Linked DNA regions of Mus musculus: region 1 is linked to region 2. A link is a contact called in public HiChIP or PLAC-seq data. All regions are on one chromosome and are shown on one strand. Each heading gives the region's core, a stretch centred on a gene start, on an enhancer-like site or on the middle of the called end of the contact. The rest is flanking DNA. Distances are from core to core; before and after follow the strand shown. Region 1 overlaps Rbm47 (RNA binding motif protein 47). Region 2 holds the start of Ugdh (UDP-glucose dehydrogenase).

What was found. HiChIP or PLAC-seq counts read pairs in DNA pulled down with a chosen protein or histone mark.
Region 1: a contact with region 2 is called in an H3K4me3 HiChIP or PLAC-seq map of pro-B cells, with 5 times the contacts expected there. The contact joins the enhancer-like site here to the promoter of Ugdh in region 2. A contact is called at or near these places in 1 of 39 promoter capture datasets (pre-B cells), 1 of 484 Hi-C or Micro-C datasets (the HPC-7 cell line) and 4 of 115 datasets of contacts at active chromatin or transcription factors (embryonic stem cells, memory CD8 T cells, pancreatic cancer cells and 1 more).

Annotation. Positions count from the first base shown.
Region 1 is chr5:66,082,004-66,088,454 of GRCm38.p6, reverse strand. All of the region lies in intron 3 of Rbm47 (RNA binding motif protein 47), which reads left to right. Among named protein-coding and RNA genes, the nearest start is that of Gm26725, 66 kb to the left of the region's middle. Within about 2 kb of position 2,799, at least 37 of the 459 cell types and tissues checked have an H3K27ac peak or open chromatin away from gene starts, as enhancers often do. A contact at or near this core is called in memory CD8 T cells and pro-B cells, where this site is marked.
Region 2 is chr5:65,432,966-65,439,107 of GRCm38.p6, reverse strand. Ugdh (UDP-glucose dehydrogenase) reads left to right here and starts at 3,266. Exons shown (of 12, transcript NM_009466.2): 1 at 3,266-3,484.

The DNA.
Region 1 (6,451 bases), core at 1,550-4,049, 650 kb before region 2:
GAGGAATCTGGGGACTGGCATTGGTCTAGAATGTACTGCTAGGTATCATGAGTCATTTCTGTAATCCCAGTGCCCAGGAGGCTAAGGCAGGGAGTTCCAGGCTAGTCTGGTCTACAGAGTGAAGCTGTGCCCCCTCCCAAAACCCAACCCAACCCAAAATAAATAATAAGTAAATAAGAAGGAAGTATAGCAAATGGTCAGCCCTGAGACTCTGTGCATGTGAACCTGTGTGTGTGTGTGTGTGTGTGTGTGTGTGTGTGTGTGTGTTATATATAAAGTTTTTTTTTTGAAAAGAGGACATAAATTTGTCAGTTGGGGCTGGGGAGTGTTGCACAGGAGGGTTTGGAGGGAGAAAGGGGGGAGAAATGATATAATTAATCTTAAAAATAAAAATATTGTCGGGCGGTGGTGGTGCATCGGGCACCAGCACTTGGGAGGCAGAGACAGGTAGATTTCTGAGTTCGAGGCCAGCCTGGTCTACAGAGTGAGTTCCAGGACAGCCAGGACTATACAGAGAAACCCTGTCTCAAAAAAAAAAAAAAAAATATATATATATATATTATATAAAAAAGGAATAAAAGCAGAAATTCACATCTCTAATCCCAGCACTTGGAAGGTGGAGGCAGGAGGATCAGTACATCAGGGTCATCCTTGGCTAAGTAGCAAGTTCTAGACCATTCTGGACTACAAGAAACCCTGCCTGAGGGGAAAAAAGGTATTAGTGTTTAGCACAGCTGTGAGAAGCATAGTTTAAGTTGGCATTTCTCAGTGTTTTTGTCTTGCACATGTTAAAAGCAGATAAAGTGTAATAGGATGCCCAGTTCCTTAGGAAGCTCATGAAGTTAAAAATTTTTTAGGGGGCTGGAGAGATGGTTCAGTGGTTAAGAGCACTGACTGCTCTTCCAGAGGTCCTGAGTTCAATTCCCATGGTGGCTCATGAACATCTGTAATGGGATCTGATGCCCTCTTCTGGTGTGTCTGAAGATAGCAACAGTGTACTCATACATAAAATACTTTTTAAAAACAGTTGTTTAAAAAAATGGTTTTTTAGTATTATTATGTCCCAAATATTGCACAGAATATATACTAAGATTATTTTTTTATTTGCTAAATCTGTTAATACCATGTTCTTTAAAACTGTGAGAACTGAACATGCTTTTATTTTTGTGTTTGAGATGGTGTCTTGCTGTATAGCTCAGACTTTTCAGAAGTCTGTGAAGATTTTGTTCCGTTTTTTGCTGTTATGACTCAGCACTAGGCAGATAGATACTCAGCCTCCGAGCTGCAGCTCGAGCCCTCATGTAACATGGTTTAGTTTTCCGTTTTCTTTTTAGAAGACTTATTTTTATTTACGTGTTTCTTTGTCTTTGGACTGATTGCATACTTTCCCGTGTTAGTGCGGGTGCCTGTAGAGGCTAGAAGAGGACCTTAGATTCCCTGGAGCTGGAGTTACAGGGTCTCGGGAACCAAACTTTGGTCCTGGAAGAGCGGAGTGTGCTCTTAAACCCGAACCATCTCTACAGCTCCTCCTTTTAACTTGAGAGAGGAAATCACTCTCTTTGAGTTGCTGGCTTTGAGGTCAACTGTAGCTCAGGTTGGCCCTAAATTTGTCATTTTCTGACTCTCCTGAGTAGTTGGAATTGTAGATCTTGCTTAGGAGCATCTGTTGTGAGGTGTGTGAGTGTGTGTGTGTGTGTGTCTGTCTGTCTGTCTATATATGTCTCTCTGTATATGTCTCTCTGTATATGAGGGTGTCTGTCTCTCTGTGTATGTGTCCAGGGATGTATGTGGGTGTCTGTGTGCGTGTGTGTCTGTGTGTAGTATGTGTGAGTTTGTAAATGTATATACATGTGGGGGTCAGAGGTTGATCTTGGGGGATGTTTTTCATCAATCACTTTGTACCTTATCCTGGGTCTCTCACTACTCATTCTGGGACTCAATAAGTCTGCTCTACTGGCTATCCAGGGAGGTTCTGGCTCTAACTGCCCATCCCCCAGCACTGGGGTGGCACAGGCCATGCTTGGCTTGTGCATAGGGTCTGGGGATCCAAATTCAGATCCTTGTGCTTGCATTTTAGCCACACACACACACACACACACACACACACACACACCACCCTGTGTCCCCAAGCCTTCTTATTTGAAACTAAATTCAAATTCTATAAGGAGCAGTTTTGTTTGTGTGTGTGTGTCTGTCTGTCTGTCTGTCTGTCTGTCTCTCTCTCTCTCTCTCTCTCTGTGTGTGTGTGTGTGTGTGTGTGTGTGTGTGTGTATTTGTTCCCAGGACTCAAATCCAGAGACCCTTCCTATTCTGGACAAGTGCCCTACCGTTGACCTACATTCCCAGCCTGAAAGGGATGGTTTCCTAAAGCTTAGTTAAATTACGGAATTTCTAAACACATCAATGAAAATTTTATGCTTGGTTCCATTGAAGTTCTTGGACTAGGTCGAACTCTCCTAGGACGATGCTAAGTCATCACGGTCATTTGGAGAATATTGGTTCACTTATTTGTAAAACATTGGCATATGTTTTGTTATACAGTACGCATTGAAATATGTTACTATCACAACTGATATTCCTAAAGCAGTCTTTAATTATTGGCAAGCTGTCAAGTCCGTGTTAGCAGATGCAAGTTCCCTACAATTTTAACTTTACTCTGACAGCTAGCATTGGAAACAGCTGTGGCCTTTGAAGTGACAGGAGTACTTCTTTCATTTGCTAGAAAGCATCTGCCAGAAGCCCAAAGCTGAGGAGCTGTTGTCGATTCTCTCTTGTACAAACGGCTTTCTAGGAGGGAAGTGGCAAGTCCCTGGTGCAGCTCTGTCACACAAGTGATTCCCCCTGAGACAGCTGTGACAACTAGGTACCCAAAACAGCGTGAGCTCCTGGGGTTCCTGGAACCTCACTTTGAGAACTGTGGGTCTAGTGACTTATGTTCCAGTAGAAGCCAGCTCCAGATGGTGTAGATTCATATTGTGTCCGTTCTCCCATCGTAGCTTCCCATTTCCTGGATAATTTGGGAAAACACCAAAAGCTACTGGGACTTCCTTAGGGTGTAGGCTGAGGCCAGCATGGGTGATAGGCAGTTTCCAAAGTTGAGTGCGCCAGACCTCTTGAAGTCCTCTTTTGAGATTTAAAGGAGTGGGAATGACCTTCCACATTATGTCCCACCCTCCTCTCCTTTCTTCTCTGTGCCCTCAAATTTCAGAGCTCAAACCTACTTTCAAAAATCTGAGAGTCTTATACAGGCCATATATACACAAGGGTTACATATATTCAGCGCAGAACTAGGCCACCAAAGTGCACAGGTGTCTTAGAAGTGAGCAGCGATCTCTCAATATCCAATATTCTGCCCTTCAGAATTCTGTAGTTGAAATTTCCAGGGAGAGCTCTTCAGAAACAGAGGAACAAGGGCCTCTAAGGCCAGCCGGGTCTAAGTATCGAGGCCATGTCTTAAAAAAAAAAAAAAAAACTAAACAAAAATCAAAACCAAAACCAACCAAGGCCCCCAATGTACTAGTATACCAAGAACCACGGAGCATAACCTTGACCTGGAATTATTAGAAATGGAGGTGGGGTTTGTTATGGGAAGATGGGAAGCTAGGGATACAGAGTGGGACCCTGCATCAACAAATCAAAGAGCCAACCAAAGAAAACATGTACTGTCCAGAAATCAATGACCTTCCTCAGGGACAGGTCAATCTGTGACCAGCATGAGACAGCATATTTAAATCGTAGCATGCCAAGTACTAGGTAGAATCCAGATTTCTCTGCAGAGAGCGTCCAGAGCTTCAATATCAAGTTTGTAAGCACAGTGAGGGGAGGGGAATAGGAATGGGGGAATCTGTATTATTTGGTTGGCCCCCATGGTAGTTTTTCAATAGGTTTTGGGTAGTACAAATGATCTTCCAGTGAATAAAAAGTGTCGTGGGGGGGGGGGGGGAAGAAGAGAGGAATGAAGAACGGAATGGGTTCTGATAGTAGAGGAGGTGGAGCTCCGTCTAAGCACTAGGCATGCCACGAGGGAGAAAGGCTACAGTGTACATAGGATGCAAGTGGACTCAGGGATCAAGTGCTCAGACGGAGACATGATTCTCCGCACTGCCAACAATACAGTGGTGTGCCCCGTGTTGCCTCCCTGCTGTCTTCCCATAACTGTAGACAATTAATAAATGATGCTTGGAGCTGGTTGTGGGGGCAAAGCCCAGCACTCGAGATGCTGTCGCAGCAAGATGGAGAAGGTTACACAGCAATGTTATGTCTTTTTTATTTTTTATTTTTTAAATTATTTATTTTGTGTATATGAGTACACTGTCTCTGTCTTCAGACGCACCAGAAGAGGGTGTCAGATCCCGTTACAGGTGGTTGTGAGCCACCATGTGGTTGCTGGGAATTGAACTCAGGACCTTTGGAAGAGCAGTCAGTACTATTAACTGTTGAGCCATTGCTCCAGCCCCCAATGTTTTGTTTGTGTGTGTGTGTGTGTGTGTGTGTGTGTGTGTGTGTGTTTAATGGTATATTAATTAGTATTGCAGGTTTGTTTGATTGATTAGTTTATGCACATGCCTGTTTGCGTGCATGTGTCCCAGCACATGTGTGGAGATGAGAACATTTGGGAGTCTGCTCTTCCCTGTCACTGTTTGAGTCATGAAGACTAAACTCAGGTCATGCTTGGCGGCAAGCGCCTTTAACCTCCTGAGCCATCTCTCCACCATAAGGCTGTGTCTTAAAAAAATAATTTGTAGAGGTTGGGAAATGGTTCCGTGCTTAAGAACACTTGCTTTCGTTCCCATGGGACCTGGATTTTATCCCTGGAACCCACATGGCCGCTCTTAAGCATCTGCGATTCCAGTTCTAGGGCGTCTGGCGCCCTCTCTGGTCATCCCAGGCACTGCACGTGCAAGTGCCTGTGACACATGGGAGGAAATCACCCATAAGATGAAGCTTGGTTTTGGTTTTGGTTTCTTTGACACAGAGTCACAGTATGTGTCTCAGTCTGGTTTAGCTCCCAGCACTCCTCCTGGCTCAGCTTTCCAAGTGCTGGGATTACAGACATAAACCACTTTCCCTAACTTTGGGTATTTGTATTGTTTTGGTTTTTGAGACAAGTCTCTAAAGCCCAGGCTAGACCCAACCTTGGCAAGGATCCTCCTAGTCAGGCTCCTGAACCTGGCTTGATGCTTGGTTTTGATGGTTATTATTTCATTTGCTATCATCTCTTCACAGTTTACTTTTGACATTAATATGTTTCTAAGATCATAAATGAAATTAAACGACATCCTCGTCAAGTGTGGCCTTTTGTATACTAGGATTTAATCAACCGAGCGTTCCTTTCTTTGCGGTTAGCCATTTTCACATTTTTACTCCTCAAAATTCGATTGTAACAGTACAGTCACCAGGCGAGGGCGGCTGAGGCAGGAGTATTACTGAGAACTTGAGTTAATCTGGGCTGTCCATACAATTGAGTGCATATAATTAGACCAGTGTGGGTTAGAGCCTAAGACCCTATTAAAAAAGAAACACGACAAACACCACCAGAAGTTCAAGTATATTCCCACACAGTCAGACCTGGGGCTGGCTCCATTCTAGGGGTGCAATGGTAGATGTTCGGCTAGAATCCATGAACACCAAAGTGGAAAGGGGTACCCTAGAGGAATATGTAGAAAAGACCCCTGGAAAGGGGAAAACACCCCCACGTTGTGGGGTTTGACCTTTTTTGCACATTTGATCTCACTGGGGTGCCTGAAGAGTGAATGTCCAGGAGAAGGGTCATACAAGACCAGTGAAAATGGGAGACTGAGGCTGGCAGCCCAGCCTGAGGAATAGAGAGCGGAGAAGATTGACCAGGAGGGGAAAAAGACGAGGGAGGAGCAACAGAGCAGGAGGCTGCGGTGCAGAGATCGCCAAGTTCAAGGCCTGCCTGGGCTGAAGAATCCATGTTAGGATAGTGAGGTAGGGAAGGAGGACAGAGGGACCGCCCGGAGAGGCCGGGCTGGAGTGGTTGTGCAGGTCTGGTTAGCTAATTGTGTTAGAGGGCAGTGTGCAAAGACTGTTGTGTAAGCTAGGGGAGACTGCCCCGGCTGGCCGGCCCTGTCGCCACGCCTCTGAGCAGTCAGATAAAGGGTCATTTGTGAAACCCACCCAGAACTGATTAGTCATTCCAACCCCAGAGAAGGGAAACTTATTGCTGAAACGATGTCTCTGTAACTGGACGACATGGAAAACTAAGGGGTCCATACTCATAAGATGTGAGGAGACAGCCATTACAGCATTTCAGCTCCTGATTTGAAGATCTAAAGAAGTCCTTGATTAGAGAACTGCCCCCATCGAGATATCCTCCCTGGCTCGAGGTGGTTGTTTTTGTTTGCTTGATATACATCTGGAAACAATCTCCATAACGTGGAGATAGTAGCCCAAGGTCACACAGACAGTATAGAAAAGCCAGGCTCCC
Region 2 (6,142 bases), core at 2,017-4,516:
CTCTCTGTTTCCCACCTCCCCCGCCTCCCGTATACACTTGCTCTTTCTCTTCCCCATCCTCCCTGTCTCCCCTCCCCTTGGCAACTCCCCTGGCCTCCTTCCGTGGTGGAACCAGTGAACGTGCCCCAGGACAGCTTCCCAGTAAACCTGCCTTTATATACTCTAATCTGACTTCAGTTGGTTCATTTCACCAGCAGAGAATAACACCATCCATGGCTTTGAACGCCTGCTCCTCTTGCTTCCATGTCTTGAGTAGCAGGAGACCTAGTACATCTTCATAAAGGCTGTGTCTTTAGCTTTGCAAGGTGGCGCACATCTTTAATCTCAGAACTCAGAAGACAGAAGAAGACAGATTTCTGAGTTTGAGGCCATCCTGGTCTACATATGAGTTCCAGGCCAGCCAGGACTACGTAGCCTGTCTCAGTGCATCCCTCCCGATAAAGACGTTTTACTTTTGCATATGTTTGTGTGATTATTTGATATTTCCCAAAGAACGCAATTAATAGTATTTATACAGGAGCTGGAGAGATGGCTCAGTGGTTAAGAGCAAGTTCCAGGACAGCCAGGGCTACGTAGAGAGCACCCTGACTTGGGAAAACAAAACCAAAAAAAATCCACAAACAAACAGATCAATCATTTACAAACTGAAATTGCATGTGGGAGATCAACACACAGAACAGATGGAGGCAATGTGAAGGAGAATTCCTGGAAAGAAGCTATTTTTGCAAAAGTTGGTTGATTAGAACATCAGTGGTCTGGGGAGATTGGAATATTGCAGGTCAAGAGCCTAATTACAGTTTATCTTGGGCTATCTTTAGCCTTCTAAATAGCCATTCCTTGCCCATCTGTGTGGTGGACCTAACATCCTATGAGTAACAGCTTGAAAATGCTTGGAATTCATGTAGCTGACCACTAACTGCCCTCTGCCATGCCATATACCAGAGTACACACATGGACATACACATGCACACACACAATTACTGCCTAAAAACTCCAAAACAAACCAAAGCCCTATACATTAAGCCACCCTGTCAGTAACTAAAGGACACTTGTTTATAAAGAGATAAACACAAACAGCCCAAATCCTCACCATCTTGGTATTTGAAAGCATTCTATAACTGTTTACCTACAGGTTATGTGCCTAGGGGACAGAAATAATATGTCTCAGTGTACTGTGAGGGAGAGAATAGCATAACCCACCCCAAATACATATGTACGGATGTATGTATCTTATATGTGTATGTGGACATGAGTACAAGTGCCCTCAAGGACCAGGTGCCTTGAATCCCTTGGAGCTGGAATTACAGGCATACTTTGAAAAGAAACTTTTTTTTTTTTTTTTAAGGCAACTGCTGCCAGGTTTGTAAAATCAGTATTGGAGCCAGGCATGGTGGCGCAAGTCTTTAATCCCAGCACTTGGGAGGCAGAGGCAGGCGGATTTCTGAGTTCGAGGCCAGCCTGGTCTACAAAGTGAGTTTCAGGACAGCCAGGGCTACACAGAGAAACCCTGTCTCGAAAAACAAAAACAACATCAAAGTATGCCTCGTGTCTCTGTGGGTCTCCGGGTCTGGGGTGGTTGTGAGCCTCCTTGAGGCAGGTGCTGGGATCTGAAGAGCAGTCTTCATTATTAACTACTGAGCAGCTATATTTCCAGTCTCAGCACTTGGCTTTTCACTTGCACCCGAGGGACCTGAACATAGACCTCTATGCTTACATAGCAACCGCTTTACCCACTGGGCCTCCTCCTCAGACCTACGGCGTTTGAATGTGCTTCCAACATTTCCTAATTACTTTCCCCCATGAGGTACAGTCAAGCACTTCATAACATCATTTCACGAAGGGCTGACTTCATATAGGGTGGTCCCGGATTATACCGAGTACTGATGTTCCCAGCGAAGTTTGAGTAAGTACATGATGACGTGGCAGAACAAATGTGCCGAACACATTTCTCAGAACATATCACCACCAATGAGGTATTTGTGCCTGGCCTTTTCTCCTTTTTGATTTTTAGGCTTAAGTTGATCTCTAGCAGCAAAAGAAACAGAACAAACCTTCACATTAAAAGTGGGCGTGGCGGTAATCATGATCCCTGGGGGAGGGAGGGCAGAGGGGTCAAGTAAGGGGATCATTGCAAGTAAAAGGCCAGTCTGAACTATATACTGAGTTCCAGATCTGCCACCTCTACACAGAGACCATGTCTCAAAAAACTCCCGTGGGCAGGCTAAATAATTTTGCCTTTTAAAAAAAGTTTATGCATACAGATGTCTGTGTATGTTCGTGCTGGTAGATAGAGCGTGGTCTCCTGGAGCAGGAGTTTTAGGCAGTGTTGAGTCCTCTGATATGGGTCCTGGGGAGTAAACATCTTAGCCCTTTCTCCAGGGGACAGTTTTACTTTCTATGCATTTGTAAGGACTGGGGACAGTTCGGTGGTAGAGTGCTTAGAGTTCAATCTCTAGTAACACACACACACACACACACACACACACACACACACACACACACACACACACACGCAAATTAACACCCACACATATCTACGTTGCATACGCCTTGCTATGCATCATACAGACAACCTCCCTTTTAGAATTTGGCTGGAAAGTTTTCCTGGAAAATACGCCCTCCAGGCGTGGGCGCCCGGGTTCTCTGGCCAAGGACCAACCCGGAGACACTGGTTCAGTCATTATGGAACTCAGCATCGTTTTGACCTGAGGTATCTCCTTCCCAGACCCGGCGCCATCCGGATGGGACGTGACTAAACTCTGGGCAACTGTCTGAAGGGCGCGGCGGACTCAGGGGCTTGAAGAGCTTAGGAGAGCAGGGGAGGCCCTCCATCAGAGTCCAGGGGCCGAGAACGGAGCTCGGGCTCCAGGATAAGGGGAAGAGTCAGAAAGCCGGAAGACCTTTTTCTGTGGGCTCGCTCTCCCCTCCCAGGCCCTATGATCACGGGTGGTTCACTTGGCACGCGCGAACCTTCCTCATGCCAGATTCCAGGGACCCAGAGCGGGGAAGGAGCACAGACAAGGATGACCAACAGGGACCACGACGCCCCTCCCTGCAGCTAGTCAGCCTAGCGGGACCAGCGGCGCACGCAGCCACGCCCAGCGCCGCTCGCTGCGGGCGAGGGCGGAGCCCGTGACTTAGCTGGAGCTGATTCGCCCTGCTCCTCAAGGGGCGTGGTCATACAGTTCGGATCCCGCCCCCTCTGCCGCTCTGGGTCCAGAAGGAAATAGAGGCCTGCCCGGGGGGCCTGGAGCGGAGGGAGGCGGGGCAGCGCGGGGCGGTGGCCGGGTCCAGAGTCCCGGGAGGCTTGGCTGCAGGGGAATGAAGCCTCCGCCTTCCCCGGCAGAAGTATTTAAATACGGCCGCGGGCCGGGGACTCGGGGAGCGGCGGGCGGAGCGGTGGGTAGAGCCTGCGGCTTGGGAGGAAGGCGCTGTCCGAGAGAACGGGATCTGCACGGCCGCTGTGTCCCTGCTTTGGAAGTGGGTAAGCACCGATCCTTTCGGGATGCCCCCTCCTCGCGGCCCAGGTGCGCGCGCGGTCCCGGGTCCGCTCCCCGTTCGCGGCGGGGCTCTCTACTGCACCATCCTGGTCCCCTTTTTCGGGCCCGGCGAGAATCACGTCGTGCGCTTGCAGGAGGTCAGCCGAGCCGAGCTTTTAATTTCGCAACTCGCGCGTCTTCAAGCCAGTTCTTTCCATTTTCCGATTTGAAACCAACGAGATTTTCCCGCCGCTTCAGAAAGCCAAACGCCCTCCCCCCCCCCGCCCCCGAAGGAAAGGGTCCTCTCCGTGGGGCCTAATGGACGCTTCACAGTCCTAAGCTTTGTTGGGGATTAGAGTCTGCTCACCTGGGAGGCTGCTGCTCTCCTCTGGTAGCCCCTAAATGTAGAAAGCAAAGCCCCTTAAAGATGCATCCCTAAGGCATTTATCCTATACTATCCTGGGGGTGTGTGTGGCTCACGCAGTTCATTATTGGCCTCTGGACACATACGCTCGGACGTTATACTTAATGTCAGGGAAGGCCTTTCTTGGGGGCTTCAGAGACCATGTTTTTGTGAGATCTTAAAAATCTTCACGTACTACGCGTAATTGAATAGGGTTGGTTGAGAAAGAGAGGAGGGGCTGGCTGGGAGAGAGTGCATACGTGGGGCACACAGAGGACTAACTGTTCATCCACTCACCTCAAAGGCCAGTCTGGTTTTTTTTTTTTTTTTTTTTTTTCAAATCCCCTAAGAAATGGAGAACAGTAGTCTGGTCTGTTTCTTCTGAGGGGTTCTGGACTTGAAAGAGCTGAGTGTTTCTGCTTGTGAGCTGTGCTTTTTGAGTACTGAGCTAGTCTGAGCTGAATGCTACACAACCCTGGTTTGGAAAATACATCCCGTCCCCTGCCCCCTTCTTTCATCTCTGTATTGCTTTCTCTGCCATAAAATCTCTAGCCACTAGGCATGCTCTATCATTTCTCAAATTTCCACAGCTGTGGATCATTCTCGTTAGACATAAAATTAAGTCTTTCACAATCTTTTTTTTTTGAATCAGGCATCTTTGTAAGTGTGCTTCCAGGAAATGACTGAGGTTGGTGTATCCAGCTGTCTTATCATGTCTGCTGCTTAGTTCTTCAGTAGCTGTGAAGGGGTGGCAGATGGATGCTATTCTATTCAGAGTGCAGTATAGGACATTTGTCGGCTGGTAGTGACATCCTGTAGGTTGAAATGCTTATCTGAATTTATGACACTTTACATGAACAGTATTTTCAGGATGGTGTGGTATGTCGTGGTTCCCGGAATATTTGAGGTGAAGACTCATTTCAGAATGACCTATTCAATAGGCAAACAAGCCCACTTTTCAGTCAACACAGTGAGGGCCAGAGGGTATACAGAAGGAGAAGTAGAATATGGTGAGATGAGCTTACTGGTAAAAACACTTGCCACACAAGCCTTCAGTCAATCCCCAGCACCCACAGTGAAAAGAAAGTCTGGACCCCCAAAAGTGGTCCTCTGACCTCCACCCTTGCCTTGGCCTGCATATCACAAAACAAAACGCGAAAATTAGGAAGAAAACAAACAAACAAAAAACAGAATTAGAAAACATGTATCATAGAAACTGTATTGATAACATTGTATCAAGCTTCATGTTAAAGTTTGGTTTTTTTTTTTTTTTTTTTCTTCGAGACAGGGTTTCTCTTTGTATCCCTGGATGTCCTGGAACTCACTCCATAGACCAGGCTGGCCTGGAACTCAGAAATCCTCCTGCCTCTACCTCCCACTTGCTGGGATTAAAGGTGTGCGCCACCACTGCCTGGCTCATGTTAAAGCTTCCTGAGGATTTTTTTTTTTTTTTGAAACTTCCAAGTAACTTTATTTGCTATGCACTGTGTATCTGTCTCCTTAAGTAATTGCCTTGTATACACTGTACTTTATAAGAAAACTAGCAAGGCCCAGGGTACCAACCCAAAATGAAGACCCAACTCAAGTAGCTGAGTGTGTGGCTCATGCCTATAATCAGTTCCCAGGAGGCTGAGGCAGAAGGATCACCATGAGTTCCTGACCAGCCTTGGCTGCAGACTGAAACCTTAGTGAGAGACAGAAATTGGGTGTGTGTAGAGAAGAGAAGAAGGAAGAGGAGGAAGGAGAAAGAAAACACAAAACTGAGGGGGGAAAAACCCAGATGTATCTAGTTCTCCAGTACAGATGCAGCTGCAGTAGTCAGTAGCAACTACTTAGAGAGAATTCTGAATTCCGGTCTTGAAATAAAGGCAGATAAGAAGTAACTTAAGGACTAGGGGGTGGGACACAGGGGTAGAATGTCTACCTGAGACCTTGGATTTAATCCCCATGCATTATAAAAACAAACCATATTAGAGGTTACTTGGGGGAAAATCTGAGCCTATTCTTAAGGTGGCTAAGGGAGGTAGCGGTCTAATTGTTTCCTGTTAACTATGATTGGCCATCTTAACTACTGCTATGAAACATGAAGTCTGCAATCCCAGAGGCCCAGGGAACAGTTATTAACTCAATACTCAGTGACAGATAGCCATCCTAGGTGTTAAAGGTATGGCAGTGAACAGCAGCTGATACGGAGCACAGCCTTAGCGCTGGAGACATGCCTCAGCTATTAAAGAGACTTTGTTCCTCTTGCATAAGACCT